3 separate regions of the Mus musculus genome follow, and all the other regions are linked to region 1. The links are chromatin contacts, called in public HiChIP or PLAC-seq and promoter capture Hi-C maps. All regions are on one chromosome and are shown on one strand. The core of a region is the stretch at or near the end of the contact, and the rest is flanking DNA. Distances in the headings are between cores, read along the strand shown.

What was found. Promoter capture Hi-C pulls out the DNA fragments that hold promoters and counts their contacts. HiChIP or PLAC-seq counts read pairs in DNA pulled down with a chosen protein or histone mark.
Region 2: a promoter capture Hi-C map of embryonic stem cells shows a contact between it and region 1, with 4 times the contacts expected there. The contact joins the enhancer-like site here to the promoter of Sptbn5 in region 1. A contact is called at or near these places in 5 of 39 promoter capture datasets (HPC-7-derived erythroid cells, embryonic stem cells, hematopoietic stem and progenitor cells and 1 more), 4 of 484 Hi-C or Micro-C datasets (all in embryonic stem cells), 1 of 115 datasets of contacts at active chromatin or transcription factors (embryonic stem cells) and 1 of 9 other capture datasets (liver).
Region 3: an H3K27ac HiChIP or PLAC-seq map of embryonic stem cells shows a contact between it and region 1, with 5 read pairs. The contact joins the promoter of Pla2g4f here to the promoter of Sptbn5 in region 1. A contact is called at or near these places in 5 of 39 promoter capture datasets (the 3T3-L1 cell line, the SN4741 cell line, embryonic stem cells and 2 more), 1 of 15 datasets of contacts at CTCF or cohesin (the NIH/3T3 cell line), 1 of 115 datasets of contacts at active chromatin or transcription factors (embryonic stem cells) and 4 of 9 other capture datasets (adipose tissue, embryonic stem cells, liver and 1 more).

The regions. Positions count from the first base shown.
Region 1 is chr2:120,087,337-120,090,540 of GRCm38.p6, forward strand. It overlaps Sptbn5 (spectrin beta, non-erythrocytic 5), which reads right to left and starts at 1,577. Exons shown (of 67, transcript NM_001370938.1): 1 at 1-1,577. It overlaps Ehd4 (EH-domain containing 4), which reads right to left. Exons shown (of 6, transcript NM_133838.4): 6 at 2,151-3,204.
Region 2 is chr2:119,832,943-119,836,146 of GRCm38.p6, forward strand. No RefSeq gene overlaps it. Among named protein-coding and RNA genes, the nearest start is that of Tyro3, 35 kb to the left of the region's middle. Within about 2 kb of position 1,444, at least 9 of the 459 cell types and tissues checked have an H3K27ac peak or open chromatin away from gene starts, as enhancers often do. A contact at or near this core is called in embryonic stem cells, where this site is marked.
Region 3 is chr2:120,312,510-120,315,713 of GRCm38.p6, forward strand. Pla2g4f (phospholipase A2, group IVF) reads right to left here and starts at 1,656. Exons shown (of 20, transcript NM_001363073.1): 1 at 1,437-1,656; 2 at 538-610. The coding sequence starts at 1,547.

The DNA.
Region 1 (3,204 bases), core at 327-2,826:
TCTGCAACTCCAGTTCCAGTAGATCTGGTGCCCTCTTCTGGTTTCCGAAGGCACCAGATAGTCAGGCAGTGAACACACACCAGACAAGCACTTGTACACATAAAGTACAATCAATCTTTAAATAAGATATTGTTGGACAGGATTAGAGGACTGCTCTCCTTCCCATGCCCCCTCCCCTGGCTCAGCAGCAACTAGAGCCAATGCATATTGTACAAGGGGCAGCTCCTCATTGGCAGTGAGTGACGAAGCCCTTGGTGAAAAGGTCAATTGGTCTTTGAAATCCTTGCCAAGAGACTGAACTTTCTGTTTGAGCTGGACTGAATGATACATACAGATGGGTGAACTGGCCGTAACTGAAAACAATCTAGCAGGAACAGGACTTCAGGTGCTGTTTGCTCCAGCATCCCAAACATTGTTACTGCAGATCTGGGTTTCCTATGCCTCGTTCAATACCTCCTCTCTGCCAGCCCAGAGGGACTATGTGGAACATCTTCCTAAGTGCTGGGGTGGTACCTGTTGAAAATGGGATGAGGAAAACACATGTATTTTTGAACTGGTATCTGTGACTAGGGGGAATGAAATACTCCAATTGGCTTAAACTAATCTGGATCCATCCAGGAAAGAGGGGAGGAGTCTATTCTACCCTAACCTCATGCCTCTGGATGATAATAAAAAAAATATGTTGTGCTAAATGACAGTCCAGGCTGGCATCTTCACAAGGGTACATGGGTGACAGAGGAAAAGCCCAACACCTTCTGCAGGTGGTATACACCTGAGAGGCACAGGACCTTGAGGTGCACCCCCCCTCCCCAAGTACTACTCACAGTCCTTCAGTGTGGGCTTTTGACCTCTCGAGTGGAGTACGAGACCTCTTTCCCAGAGAGGATGAGGGAGGAATTAGGGTCACAAGGGATGGCATGGAGAAGAGGTATACCTCTCTAGACTCTTGCATCTCCTTTGAAAATGGACCCAAGGGACCACTTACCTCTTAAAAAGTGGACACAGTTACAAGAAGCTAGTGGCAGTGGGGATTGACACTTTTAAATGAGATTTTAAAGGATAGAGGCATTGTGTGATTTACATTGCTAAATACTATGTGCCTGATACACTCTTGAACCAGGGATGACTTGAATAGACTCAGGCTGTTTTGGGGTCCTGCCGGTAGGTTACCTGGCCATCTGCCTACATAACCCTCAACAAGCCCAAGTGCAGTTTCTTTCTCCTTGGGCTCAGCAGGGCTTCACTGGGAGGTGACGATGGCAGGACCCAGCGGAAGCACTTACTTCCCCTCACCTGCAGAGGGTCTTGTGATCCAATGTGTGTGGTAGTTACAAATAGGCTCTTTAGAACCAGGGAGAGCACAAGTAGGTGTGTGTTTCCCCAGTGTGTAAACACTCTGAGGTGGCTTCTTTGAAAACCAGGATGATACATTATGGTGGGCTACATATGAAACGTCTGAAGGCGTGGTCAGTAGAGAGGTGATGGGATCATAAGGGTTCTGAATTTATCCACAGATGAAGGTGAAGACAGGAAAGCAGGTCACTGAGGTGCACCTTTAAAGACCCCGTCCTGGGTTCTGCTATTGGCTGCCAAGAGGCAACCACCTCCTCTGCCGTGTGCTCCTGCTGCTATGGTGTTCTGCCTCATCCCCAGCTCACAGCTGACCTCTGCACTGAATAACCTCAGACTATTGGCCAATTTAAACTTTCCCTCCTTGAAACTGAATTCTGTCTAGCATTTCTCTGACACAGAAAACCGACATGAGGATGGGGCAATACAGAGTGAATGTATGTGTGAGGTGGGAGGAGTATTTGAACAGTCTAGGAACTGTGCATTGGTCCTGAGAAGACACAATCTTTTATTTTTATCACCATTTCTGTTTTTTCCTTCTGGTAAAGTTATTATGAAGAACAAGAGAATGTAACAAAAGTAGACCCATGGTTTCTTTTTGTTCAAGAACATCACCAGGTCAGAGCAAGCTTAGCTGCTAGGCATCTCCCAGCAGAAGGTGGAGAGGAGTGGGAAGGCAGATCCCAGAAATCTTAGCCTGCTGTCCCTAGAAAGGCCTCCTCTGAGGCTCTGTACAGAAGTGACTTGGCCATATCTACATTGAACATACGGACGCATTTTAGAGACAGACTCACGAGACATACATTTGTGATTATATTTAGGTAGATATATGACAACTGTGCAGAGAAAGCAGAAGACAACTAGGAGGAAAGTCAAGACCTCCCAGGCATCACCTCTCCATGGACACTGACACAAATACAGTTACAGCCCCGGGATCAAACATTCACCTGTGTGTGTCCAATTAATAAAAACACGCTTTCAGAGTAAAGCAAACACTGTGTTTCTCTTAAAACCATTATTTAGAAAGTAAGATAGGAAGTGTGAATGGTGGCGTAAGTATTCTGTTTTACACAGACTACCATAAAACAAACGATGTAGTTCAGACTGGCTTCGAACTCATGGTAATCCCCCTGCATCTGCCTCCCAAGTGCTGCGAAATGGGTGTGAGCTCTTAGCATTTTCTCTTAAATCCCCGGTTCTGACCCTGAGGTTGCCAGATGCAGACAATTAGGGATTGGAGTATGTTTTTGTGAAGATTCAGGGATGCTGTTCAGATTCATTCATTTCTGCTGCTGTTGGTCATGTGGTCACTGCTGCGCTGTGATTCCTACTTCGTAAGTGATGGTGACAGTGTTCTTCTGCTGGGCCACAGAGCAGGGTACAGTAGGAGGCAGCCCCTGCGGCGCCTGACTAGGTGGGCTTGGGAAAGAACACTGAAGAGGCAGAAGTAGACCAATCCTGGCCCAGATAGGCACTCCTGATGTGAGGTGTCTAGCTTGGAAGAAAAGGTATTACAGAGATTTCTTCAGAGAGGCTACATCTTGTGAGAAAAACATACCTGGACACAATGAAATGCATTTCTTTCTTTAAAAATCAAACAACATCATCAATCACCAGGGCGCTGGTCTCTTCCACTCACAGCTCAGGATGGGGCTGCTCTCGCTTTACCTGGGTCCGAAGGCTCTGGGACTCCACACAAATCAAGACAAGCTTTATTGAATTTAAATTCTGCCACCTACCAAAAAAGCTTTGGGGACATTCAGTGGTTGAAGGGCACACAGGTCTTGCCAGGGGCTGACAGTTTGTGAATTATGAATTCCTAACTGAGGGAGGCTTGGCAGGGTCAGGCAGCAG
Region 2 (3,204 bases), core at 194-2,693, 250 kb before region 1:
TCAGACTCCCAACTTCTGGCATAACAGCGGTGTATCACTGTACTCAGTTTACACTGATTCAAAGTAGACTTTATCCATCATGCAAGTGCATCTCTGTGAGTTCCAGACCAGCCTCGTCTACATAATGAGACAAAAACAAAGCAGTAAACAAACACAAGCAGACCATGAACTTCTGATCTTCCTGCCTCTACTTCCCAAGTGCTAGACTAGAGGTCTGCCCCATGGAGCCTGGCAAGAACCTTTAGTCTAGGGAGGGAAGGTGGCTCCAATGCTCGCCAAGTTTGAGGACCTGATTTTTACTTCCAGCGTCCACATAAGAAAACAGTAGATAGGGTTATAAACACTTGTAACCCTAGTGCCAGGGAAGCAGAGGTAGGCTAGCTAGCCTAGAGACGTGTCTCAAATACTTAAAAAAGAAAGAGAAAAAGGATAGACTTGAGGAATGACACTCAATATTATCCTCTGGGCTTCCCTGTGCATTTGTATGTGTACACAGACACACACATGCACACACGCACGCACACACACACATGGGCTTGCACACACACACTCACACACACGTGCTCACACATGCACTCACACACACATGCTCACACATGCACACTCACACACACACATGCACACTCAAATGAATCCTTTGTCTTTTTTATTTTTTTTGTTTTTTGGATTGTGTAGACAGGGTTTCTCCATGTAGCCCTGGCTGTCCAGGAACTTGATTAAAGGCATGAGAGTCACCACTGCCTAGATGAGAATCTTTTTTAAAAGCAAATGCTTGCTCTGCTATGCATCATGGTGCATAACTCAGAAGGCAGAGGTTCTAAGTGAGTTCATGGTCTTGGTACTCGTCTAGCATGTACAAAGGCCTGTGTCCCAAACCCAGCCACACAGGAGAAAAGGAAATAATAAATAAAAAAGATAGGACTGGACATAGTAGCACAACCCTGTAATCCTAACATTTGGAAAATGGAAGCAGGAACATCAGAAGTTCAATGTCAGCTGGGCAGTGGTGGCACACGCCTTTGATCCCAGCAATTGGGAGGCAGAGGCAGGCAGATTTCTGAGTTTGAGGCCAGCCTGGTCTACAGAATGAGTTCCAGGACATCCAGGGCCACACAGAGAAACCCTGTCTCGAAAAAAAAAAAGTTCAAAGTTATCTTCAGCAGTGTAGCCCATTCCAGAACAGCCTGGGCTACATGAGTCTATCTCATAAACCACCCAAAATAGATGCTTCTAGAAAAAAAATCTTGGTGTCCCACAAAGGAACACACAGACGAAGAGAGAATAAAAGGAAAGGGGTTGGGAAACTCTGGCAAGGCTAACTACCTTTGATTTTAAAAAATGTTTTTCAGATTTATGGTTGAGGAGGTTAAAGCCCACACTCAGCAAATATGAAGCCTTGGGTTTGATCTTTTAGCGCTGATTAAACTGGGTGTGGTCATGGTGTCTGGAATCCCAGTTCTCAGCAATCAGACACACCCAGCCATTTTAGGCTACTTACTGAGCTGATTACCTATTTGTCAGCCTCACCCAGCTGGGGTCATCTGGGAAGAGGGATCGATCCTCAGCTGAGAAAATGGCTCCATCAGATTGGCCTGTGGGCAAGTTTGTGGGGAATTCTCTCTCTCTCTCTCTCTCTCTCTCTCTCCTCTCTTTGGTTTTTCGAGACGGTGCTTCTCTGTATAGCCCTAGCGCTGGCTGTCCTGGAACTCACTTTGTAGACCAGGCTGGCCTCGAACTCAGAAATCCACCTGCCTCTGCCTCCTGAGTACTGGGATTAAAGGCATGTGCCACCATGCCGGGCACAGTAAGCAGCACTCTTCCATGGCCTCTGCTTCAGTTCCTGCCTCCAGGTTCCTCCCTCTACCTCCCTTCACAATTTAGTATAAACTTGAGGCGAAATGAATCATTTCTCCAAGTTGCTTTTGGTCATAGTGTTTAGCACAGCAATAGAAACTCCAACTAAAACGGCTACGTAGCAAGTTTGTGGTCGATCTCAAATAAAATAAAACGATGAAATGAAAGAAAAAAATTCCAAAGAAAGGTCATTCTTATCTTTTTTTCTTTCTTTTTTAAAATTTTTTTTAGGGGTTGGAGAGATGGCTCAGTGGTTAAGAGCACTGACTGCTCTTCCAGAAGTCCTGAGTTCAATTTCCAGCAACCACATGGTGGCTCACAACCATCTGTAATGGGATCTGATGTGCTCTTCTGGTGTATCTGAAGACAGCTACAGTGTACTCATATACATAAAATAAACATTAAGACACCTAACTTGTCCTATTTTTTTTCATATATGTATGCATGCCAGAAGAGGGCATCAGATCACATTATAGATGGTTGTGAGCTACTAAGTGGTTGCTGGGAATTGAACTTAGAACCTCTGGAAGGGTACCCAGTGACCTTAACCACTGAACCACCTTTCTAAGTCTCCGCTCCCTTTTTTTTTTTTTTTTTTTTTTTTTTTTGATACACTGTCTTTCTATGTAGCCCTGGCTGGCCTGGTACTTAATAGATTAGGCTAGCCTTGAATTCACAGAAATTACCTGCTTCTGCCTCCCTAGTGCTGTGATTAAAGGTGTGTGCCAGCCGGGCGTGGTGGCGCTCGCCTTTAATCCCAGCACTCAGGAGGCAGAGGCAGGTGGGTTTCTGAGTTCGAGGCCAGCCTGGTCTACAAAGTGAGTTCCAGGACAGCCAGGGCTATACAGAGAAACCCTGTCTCGAAAAACCAAAAAAAAAAAAAAAAGATAAAGGTGTGTGCCATCATGATCAGTTCTTATCTTTCAAACATCTTTTATTTTTATGTTTAGCTTACTTTCTGAGGTCAGAGGTGGTTGTTGAGAGTCCTCTTCTTCTTCCTCCTCCCCTCTTCCTTCTTCCTTATTGGTGTTCTGCCTGCATGTTTGTCTCTGTGAAGGTGTCAGGAGCTCTGGAACTGGAGTTAGTTACAACTGCCGTGTGCTCTTAACTGCTGAGCCATCTCTCCAGCCCCAAGAGTCCTCTTCTATTACTTTTTCTCTGGTCTCCATTCCCAACGCCCAACAGCTCTGGAATTACAGGTGTGGGCTGGATCATGACAGGCTTGGTACATGGGTACAAGAAACCTAACTCATGTCCTCCAGGTTATACACAAGTGCTCTCAACTACCAAGTCATCCATGGCTGTCAACTTAACTTATGACTACCTTCAATTTGTTGGCCATTCATGAAC
Region 3 (3,204 bases), core at 406-2,905, 230 kb after region 1:
GGACTCAGAAAGGAAGGAGCAAGGGGAGAGGAGGCTGTCTGCCTGTGGTGTTCCAGGCTCTACCTTAGCCAGGTAACCTCCCACTCAACTGACAGAAATCCCCACAGCAGCCACAGTTCAAAGGATCATGTGGTAGCACAAACCATTGAGTAACTCCTTGAAATGGCCTGATTCAGGCAATAGAACTCTGTACCATGTGTGGGTACTGCCAAAGCTCCTGGAAAGCAGGCATTGATGTGTGGCAACGGGGCCTAACACACCCTCAGAAAGCCTCCTAGAGTCAGGAGGAGGCTGAAGTCTGCCCAACTCACCCCTCCAGTGTGCCTGCATGCCTCTATACCCCACACCACACCAAGGTACCCTCCCTCCAATGATTAACACCACCCTACCACCCTACTCCAAGAGAGCACACACACACACACACACACACACACACACACACACACACACACACACACACAGACACAGAGAGAGAGAGAGAGAGAGAGAGAGAGAGAGAGAGAGAGAGAGAGAGAGAGCAAAGCAAGGATTACTCACACTTATCTGTGTGCTGGATGTTTCTGGCCCTCAGCACCTTCACTTGAAGGTCGTAGTATGGGTGGGTTTCCTGCTGAAACAACAGAACCCTAGGAACTCAGTTCCAGGAAGCTAGGGTTGGCCTGATCTCCTCTCTCAAGTGTTTTCTGGCTTGAGTTTCTACTCTGTCTTACCATAGAACTTGCCTGGCCCAGGTCACTAATGCTCCTATGCCAGGAGCTCTGGGAAGCTTTTGCAAGGCGCAGGGTGCTGGGTGGTCAGGATTGGTGAGGGGCCTGGAATCTGGGGACCAGCTCAACTCTTAGTGTTCCCATGAGCAGCTAAGCTAGGTACGCTTTATAATGGTCAGCCTGCAGCTGCCCTCTAGACGTGACCTGGGCACTAGGATAATGTATTTAAGAAGGTCAAACACTAAAAGAGAAAGCCAGAACCCACTGCACCCACCAGCTTCCATGCAGGGGCTGAAAGACCAACCAGAGGCAGGAATGGGCAAGGGGAGGGGAAGCCAAGTCTCCTAGCTTGTTCTGGTCTGATAAGTCACTAGATTGAAGACTGAGCTCAAAACAAAACAAAACAAAAATGATGATGCCAGATTGCAGCCTTCTGGGTGTTAATCTACCCCCTGAAAACCCAACAAACCCTTCTCCCTTCTCTCCACAATGGTTATACAGCTAGACTAGTGCATTCCTGGCAAACCAACCACAGGCAATGGTCTCAGGCCGCCATCATTTCTTTTTGGAGGCCTTGGCCTGTCTCTCTAGTTTGAGCTTTTCCAGGTTGTCTGTGGTATGTTCCACCCTAAATCAAACCCCAGTGCAATGGCTGGCTTAGTCCCCACGGGGTGCCAGCCATCTCCCAGGACTCCAGCCAGCTTTTCCCAAGTGAGATCAGTACATTACCCGCCTATGCTTCCATTGTGGTTCGCTCTTTTCTGTCTTCCGTAGCAGTATGGCTCCAAGAAGGGGAAGTCCCTTGCCTGCCAGCCACTTTGGCTGGAGAGTCCAGGGCATGGCCAGCAGTAGCAGCTCAGGTCCCAGTAGGGAGCTTGCCTGTTTCCCAGAGCCACCCTTTCTCTGGCTATATTCACTGTCGCTCAGGTCTGACAAGTAGCACAGGAGTGGGAAGGGTGGAGCCACTGCTAGGCTGAGGCACCGGGGCTGGAGGAGGGGTTTGAAGTGCTCCAGGAGGGGTTTGAAGTGCTCCAGGAAATGAGTGGAGCCTGCTTTCCCTAGGCAATAGGCAAGTTGCTCCCTTTCCAAGAGACTCTTGGGGTCCTGCTTAGCTCTCTGGTCTCCAACTCAGGCCCTGCTTAGCTGAACTAGTTGTGAAAAACAGACACCACTCCCATCCCTTGCCATGTATGGGTAGGGCAAGAGCCCAGATATTCTTGTTTCCAACTAGTCTGCCATTAGCAGAAGTCAGGAGGTACTATAATCAGGGCTAACCTCATCTAGCTGCCAGAAAGCCCCACACCATCTCTCCTTCAAGTCCCACTTTCTCCACAGCTCTTAAGCAGAAACAGAAATCTCTGGCTCGGGTTTTTATGGGGAATCACTGACATTTATTGTCTCTTTTGGCCTCCCTCAGTTATTTCCTTAACACAAAGGTCATGGTATGTCTGTACCAAAGCCACCCACACCCTGAAAAGATTCATTTCATGACTCCTTTCCTGGGTTGGTAGAAGTGCCTGGTGCTTCAGGCATAGAGGCGGGGGCATGGCCAGGTATTGTAAATAAGGACAGAAGAGAGGCAGGCCTCTCTATCCTTAAACTGCCAGAGATAAAGGCTTTAAAGTGTCCATGACCATTTTGAGGCTCCGGCTGCAACCGCATGTCATGTCCTTTCCTGTGGACCACAGTCATCTAGGTGGCGAGGCAGGGACAGTGGCTAGCAAAAGTTCCTAGGAGACTCTTTTCATCTCTTTAACCATAACCCTTTCATATAGCTAAGGGTAGTGGTACACAGAACCCCAGGACAGGCAGGAGGCTCACTTGAACTCAGCATCGTGAGACCAGTTTAAGGTACCAGATAAGACCCCCATCTCGACCAGGTAATCTCTACTGCCTTCCCTCCCTCACACATCCACAGCTGGAGGCTGCAATGACATCCACAAAGGTGAATTAACTCCCAAACGAACAGGCCATGCTCAGACCAGAAATTCCAGAACCAGAGGTGACGTAACTGTGGTGACCTGCTTCACCTCAGATAGATTGTAAAAGAGATCTGACTCAGAGATGGCTAAGCCCAGCCCCCTTGCTGAACATGGATAGTTCAGCACCTGGATCCCAGGCTGAAGCTGGGGCTTTGGGTAAGGAGGGGCAGAGTTCTAGCTGGCTGAGTGCTTTTGGGCTTAAACCATATTCTCTGCTCGGAAGCCATCTCCCCATGCCTCAACAGACATGCCTCAACTCAAGTTCTGGATGCTTTTCACTGGCAGAAGATCTTCAGGACAGCCACAGACAGACAGCTAGGGTATCACAGAGGGACCAAACTGGCATTTTAGAACCAGGAAAAGTGAGCCAACTTTACTTTTCAAACAGAGTCCCTCCCTCTTACCAATTCCACATCTTCACAGGAGTCTTCTGGCCATAGTGAGCTTCAGGAGGCACAAAGCAATGGTGTATTAGATTCTGGGATTCCCAGAGCGATGATGGAAATATTCTGTGC